Regions from separate parts of the Macaca mulatta genome. Here region 2 is linked to region 1. The links are chromatin contacts, called in public Hi-C maps. All regions are on one chromosome and are shown on one strand. The core of a region is the stretch at or near the end of the contact, and the rest is flanking DNA. Distances in the headings are between cores, read along the strand shown.

Evidence for each region. Hi-C and Micro-C count contacts between places; a contact is called where the count stands out from the background.
Region 2: a Hi-C map of fetal cortex germinal zone shows a contact between it and region 1, with 3 times the contacts expected there. The contact joins the promoter of TTC14 here to the promoter of USP13 in region 1. A contact is called at or near these places in 2 of 14 Hi-C or Micro-C datasets (fetal cortex germinal zone and fetal cortical plate).

What each region holds. Positions count from the first base shown.
Region 1 is chr2:91,683,328-91,686,438 of T2T-MMU8v2.0, reverse strand. USP13 (ubiquitin specific peptidase 13) reads right to left here and starts at 1,587. Exons shown (of 21, transcript NM_001265638.1): 1 at 1,354-1,587. The coding sequence starts at 1,521.
Region 2 is chr2:92,656,028-92,658,764 of T2T-MMU8v2.0, reverse strand. TTC14 (tetratricopeptide repeat domain 14) reads right to left here and starts at 1,460. Exons shown (of 13, transcript XM_002802906.4): 1 at 1,201-1,460; 2 at 606-730; 3 at 297-496. The coding sequence starts at 1,361.

The sequences.
Region 1 (3,111 bases), core at 338-2,837:
GACTTTTCTTTTCCCCTCTGACAATACTCCACATACTATGAATCAAAGGTATTGGACAATTGCAAGACCTGCCTCGGTCCATCCAATCCATGCGCCTTCCAATGCATTGAGATCTGCCGGGTGACATATGAGATCTAAAGTGGGTGGATAAAAATAACTTGGTCCTCAAAAAGACATGATAAACGCCAGACAGCTGAGTCACTTTGAAGCCTATTTTGACTTTTGAAAGGGACATTCACCCTCCTGCTGCTTCTCACACTTTCACATAGAACCAGGTGAAAACCACCACCAACCGCCCCGGGTAGAAGGCGGCGATCCCTCTCAGCTTCCTCCTCCATTCTCCGAGGTCACGACTCGGGATTGAACTTTTAATAATTTATACTTGAGCATGTCAGTCCAAGTGACTCATTTAGAAGGGTAAGGGGGAAAGGCTTAAGAAAACCATCACAATCCAGTAGATCCCCTATTTCTGCTGCCCGATTGGAGGCACCGGAAGGTTTCGTCTGCCTTTTTTTTCTTTTCCTTTTTCTTTTTTTTTTTTTTTTTTTTTTGAGACGGAGTCTCGCTTTGTCGCCCAGGCTGGAGGACAGTGGCGCGATCTCGGCTCACTACGGCCTCCTCCTTCCCGGTTCAAGCGATTCTCAAGCCTCAGCCTCCCGAGTAGCTGGGACTACAGGCGCCCGCCACCACACCCGGCTAATTTTGGGGGGGTTTTAAGTAAAGACGGGGTTTCGCCATATTAGCCAGGCTGGTCTCGAACTCCTGACCTCAGGCGATCCGCCCGCCTCCGCCTCTTAAAGTGCTGGTATTACAGACGTGAGCCACCGCGCCCGGCCCTGACATTCTAAAGGCAAGAAAAGGAGTAGGGTGAAATGGGAAGTGGTGGAAGAAAAGCTCAGAGAGCAAATCAGAATTGTCCAGGAGTGGGGATCCCTGAGCAAAGCAAGTGGTCCCACAAAAGGAAGGGCTGTGTGTCCGGGGGTGTGGGGGAATCATCCCGTCCACCTACCCGCCCTGCGCTCTGCCCCGGGGAGGACGCAAACGATCTGCAACGTGCAGTTCGGAACAGGGAACTCTTGGACCTCATCTATCTTTAAACGGCGGCGGGGCTGTGTGCAAGCTGCTGGGAATTGGGCCCTTCCAGCCTGGGGAGGCTGGAGGAGCAAAGCCACCAGTCCTCGGCTGCAGCAGCCCTGGGGCGCTCACTGTCTGCCGAACTGCAGTGCTCCTGAGCCAATTCTGCCGCCCAGAGAAAGAGAAGAGGTCCCCGGCCGCCACTGCGCATCTTCTCCCCCGGCTTCACGTGCCGCAGGCCGCCGGCCCCGCGACCCTCCCCCGAGGCGCCTCACTTACGGGGGAGTCGTAGGAGAAGGCGCACTCGTTCTTGTAGACCCTGTCGCCGGACCTGGGCACGCGGATCGTGGGCATGTGGGGCACCAGCAGCTCGCCGATGTCTCCTGCAGCCATCTTCCGGCCTCCGCTGCCGCCCGGCATGCCGAACAGGGCGCCCCGGCGCTGCATGGCCTCGGCACGCACAGGAGCCGAGCGAGCCGAGCCGGAGCCGGAGCGCGCTGTCCGCCGGCGGCGGTGGCGCCAGCGAGCGGGCGGACGCGCGGGCTGCGCGGGCGACCGCAGCCGGGCGAGCCGGGGCGGGCGGGGAGAGCGGGCCGCAGGGCGGGAGCGGGCACCGGGGGCTCGGGGCGGGCGGGCGACGCTGCTATTTTTAATCCAATGGCGAGTCTCCGGCCCAGCTGCAGCGTCAGGCGGGGCTGGGGAGCGCCAGCCGCAGCGCGCCGGGGAGGGGGAGCTGGAGAGGGGCCCTGCGAGCGGGCCGGGCTCGGCGGCGGGGTCGGAGGGCGAGCCCCTGAGGCGTCGGCGCGGGAGCCCGAGCGGGCTGGCGGCCGACTGCGGCGCGGGAGAGCCCCGGGAAAACACCACGTAGGTGTTTTCTATCCCGAACTCTTGGCTTGCAGAGGGGCAACTCCGAGGAGGCAAACACAAAGAGGAGGATTGGGGGTTTTAAAAACCGCTTGCTTTTAAAACAGCCAAAGACTAGAGCGGTGACGTCCCCGGATTGGGTAGGGGCAGGACTCGATGTGCAAATCTGGAATCTAACGTGAGGCTTAAATCTAAATTTGCGCCATGCACTTCGGTGTTTCCCCACTAAGCTTCGTTCCTTACTTTAACATCCAAAGCTCAAAAATAGAATAGAACAAGATCGAGTGAGGATAGAGGGTGTGTGTGCGTGTGTATAATAATAATATAGGTTTTCTTATTGGAGGAAGTCAGAGATGGTCAAGATTTTTTCAGGGCGTCGGGAGGCTTTCTATTTTTCTCGGCCTTTGGAGTATCTTCTATGTGATTCAAAGTTCCCATGTCGAACATTCAGTGGCCTGATTTGAGGATTTTGTAGGCAAACATACATATTCCTGTCTTACTCATCAGTTCCTCAAAATCAATGATGAATGGGATTGGGCTGGGGGGTTGATCATTTGCAAGCAGAGCATGTCTCCCAGCGTCCTCTCATTTTCTCCAAAAAACTCATAAGACGGTTTTAGTGACATAGAGGTTCTCTTAACTACACCCAATATATATATTCATAGCAGGGTATCCAGTTAATGAAACGCCGAAAGAGCGAGAAATAGTGAACCAAAACGCTAATTTTTGTAAACTTCTCCCAGATCAGACAGTCCTTAAGTTCTTTTTTTTTTTTTTTTTTTTTTCTTACATTATTTATCTGTTAACTCTCCCTGGTTCTCCAGACCTGTCTCGAGATTTCCATACCCTCAAGCAAGCTTGGAGCGCACCACACTTTCTTATAACTCATCACTCCCAAATGCTATCTGTTGGAAACGGAGGAGGTGGCACTGAGCAAAAAATCAGACACTATTGTCATCTTCATCATTGGGGCAGATACTCTCAGCGAGCTTTTGCTTTGAATTTAGTCTCATCAGCTTATTACCTTTCAGGTTCATGGATGATGTTTTCTCCAATTACAGAGATAGACTTGGTTTTACGAAACTTAAAAATTTAATCTTAGATTAAATGCAAATTAAATCAGTGAGACACTGTTTTTCATCCGTTGGGCTGATAAAGATATATTGAGTTAGC
Region 2 (2,737 bases), core at 211-2,710, 970 kb before region 1:
TAAGTCTGAATACCAATCAACCTCACTACGTCCACTGATACCTCTTTGAGTACTTAAAAAAGGACACTGTGCCTGCCAACCAGAGTTTAAATCTAAAAACTCCCCAAAACCAGAATTGGAGGGACAAACTGGGTAACTTTCACTAATTTTTGTTAACGATTTTTCTCCAATTAACATTTAATTTCCAAAAGTATCTTGGCAGGTATACTTGAGCACAACTGCATGCAAAGATATAATTCTTGCATTGAGGTGAATTAACAAAAACAGAAGCAATCCAAATAACAAAAATAACTTACCGTGATTTCTAAGTGGGCTATATCTCTCATGATACCACTTCCTAAACAGATCAACACCATGAAAAAACCGAATTCCCGAACAGAACTAATTCTTCCAATCACTATATCACCACGCTCAATATCTCGGAAAAACAGCTCTCTTCGATCCATACTAGGTATCTCCATGAATTGCTCTAAAGGTGGCATGACTGCATAATGATCTAAAAAAAAAAAAATTAACAAAATCACTAACGATAGTTTTGAGTTCCGTTTCACCTGAAGTACTGTTAAACAGAACGGCAATCTTAAAGGTTTTAAGGCTAAACTCACCTTCACTATCTTCATTAATTTCAGAAGTTGCAGGTGCATCTGATTTCCAGGAAAGTGCAAAAAGCAGATCTGCTTTTTTGGAGATGAATTTCTGTATCTCGATGTTGTCAACTCTCTTCTCTTTTCTTAAAAAGAAAAAAAAAATACGAAAATTGGTTTATCTGCAAAGCCTTTTTACAAACTCTAACCTTCTGCTTACGGCTTTCATCGGCCATTCCTCTCCATCCCAAGTTCCAGATCATACAATCTCAGAGAAAAAGTTTTAACTAGGCATTCCCTCATTAACCAACCTGGAGGTGGAGAACGGGGAAACTTAAAAAATGACGCCTCCAACCCAGATACGAAAGCTCACGGGATTTTAGCTAAGGAATCTGCGCCTCTAGCAAGCAGTGCCATAGAAAAAGTTCACCCCGCAAACCGCATTGCACACCTCAAGAGCGCCCTCCCTCCACCCAGCCCAAGGCACCAGCGCGCGATCCTCCTGTGCTCATGGCCGCGCCTCCACTTCCTCTAGACGCAGACTCGGGGCTGCGGTAGTGGCTTCCAGAGCTGCGTCCCCTCTCCCGTGACGCAGTGGCACCAACGTTGCATTTACCTGCCCTGCAACGGTTGCTGGGGCGGCGGGCCCCGGGTTGGCTCGGCGGCCGACCCCAGGAGGCTCCGGAAGTGTGGATTATCCTGCTGTTCGCTCCGGAGTAGAGAGAGCAAAGAAGACCCATGGCAATTTAGCGACTGCCGCAGAAGGTCCCGGTCCATGGCTAGAGACTGCAGGGCCCGGAGGCTGACGGGCTGATGGTTCCCGGTTCCGTGTCCGCTACTTGAGCCCGGTGGTACGGGAAGCAGAAGACACAGTCTAGAGGCTCCCGGAAGTACACAGAGAGCACAACCAGTTACACCCGGAAGTGTTCTGGGCCCCCCCCCACGGCGGCGGTGCGGAGCTCAGCCTCGGTCTCGCGAAACCGAGCGAGACTACGGAAGGCCGAAGGATTGGGCTCAGCATTGCTTGGGCTAAAGTCTGAATAGGGCTTCCAGGAAGTGATGTATGTGAGAAGTTTGATTTTTCAAATGTACGTGGAGTCGCTATTGCGTCGAAATAGCTCGAGCGCTAACCTAGGGTAAACAATAATTCCTTTTCGTATTCATCAAGGTGCTTCTAAGTGCCAATGCCAGGGTAAGAACCCCAAACGAGTCGCACAAGCTTCTTCCCTCGAAGTACTCTGCGTAAACCAATACCTATGTCTCTGACGTAACCGCATTCAGCCGGCTGCTCCGGGAACGTTTCCAGGTCTTTTAACGTGCAGAAGGAAGGAAGGACACGGACATTTGTTAAGCACCTGGAGTGGTATTCTCCATCCATACCCCATGTACTGTTAGTGATTGTGAGTTCTAAAACCAGGATGGCTTTAATGTCTCGACATGTGCATATGCCATTCAAGTGTTACAGTAACTGTAATGTATACATTCATTTCTTATTTAGTTTATCTCAATGGTTGCTCAAAATTTAGTGTCTGTAGGACCTACTGTATAGTGATGTGTACGCAAAAGTCAATATACTGTACTTATGGACAATTGAAGTGATTTTCAAAGGGAATTTCAACTTAGGTCCTCCATCCCCTTACTTATTGACTTGAGAACCCAACCACTACGATAGCTATTGTACTTTTTCATTTTAGAAGACGAGGAAACATGCTCAGAGAGTCTCAGTAAATTGCTCAATGTCACACAGATAGTAAGAGGCTAGAGTTAGGGTTCCAAATGAAGTATTAATTGATCTTCTCAGGCAGAGTTGCTGGATTGTGTACTTTATCATATAGAAGGCCTCAACCCTAATTTTGAGATCATGTAGCTTCATTTTATTCCAGTAAAAAATTTGTACCATTTAAATATGTGAAGTGCAAATAGTTCAGTATAGTCCTCTTGAGCAGAAACAAACGGTGGCAGTTATTCTCCTCGCTTCCCACCATGTGTCTTTGAGGAAATCAACTTGCCCTTCACTGTGTTACCACTTTTGTATAGGAAATCTAGTCCAGAACATAATCGATAGTGACACACTGTTTTGTGGAAAACCTAGGCAAATAGGTAAACAGTTTAATGAAATTTGAGAAAATGCAACAAACAAGAATGCAACTGTA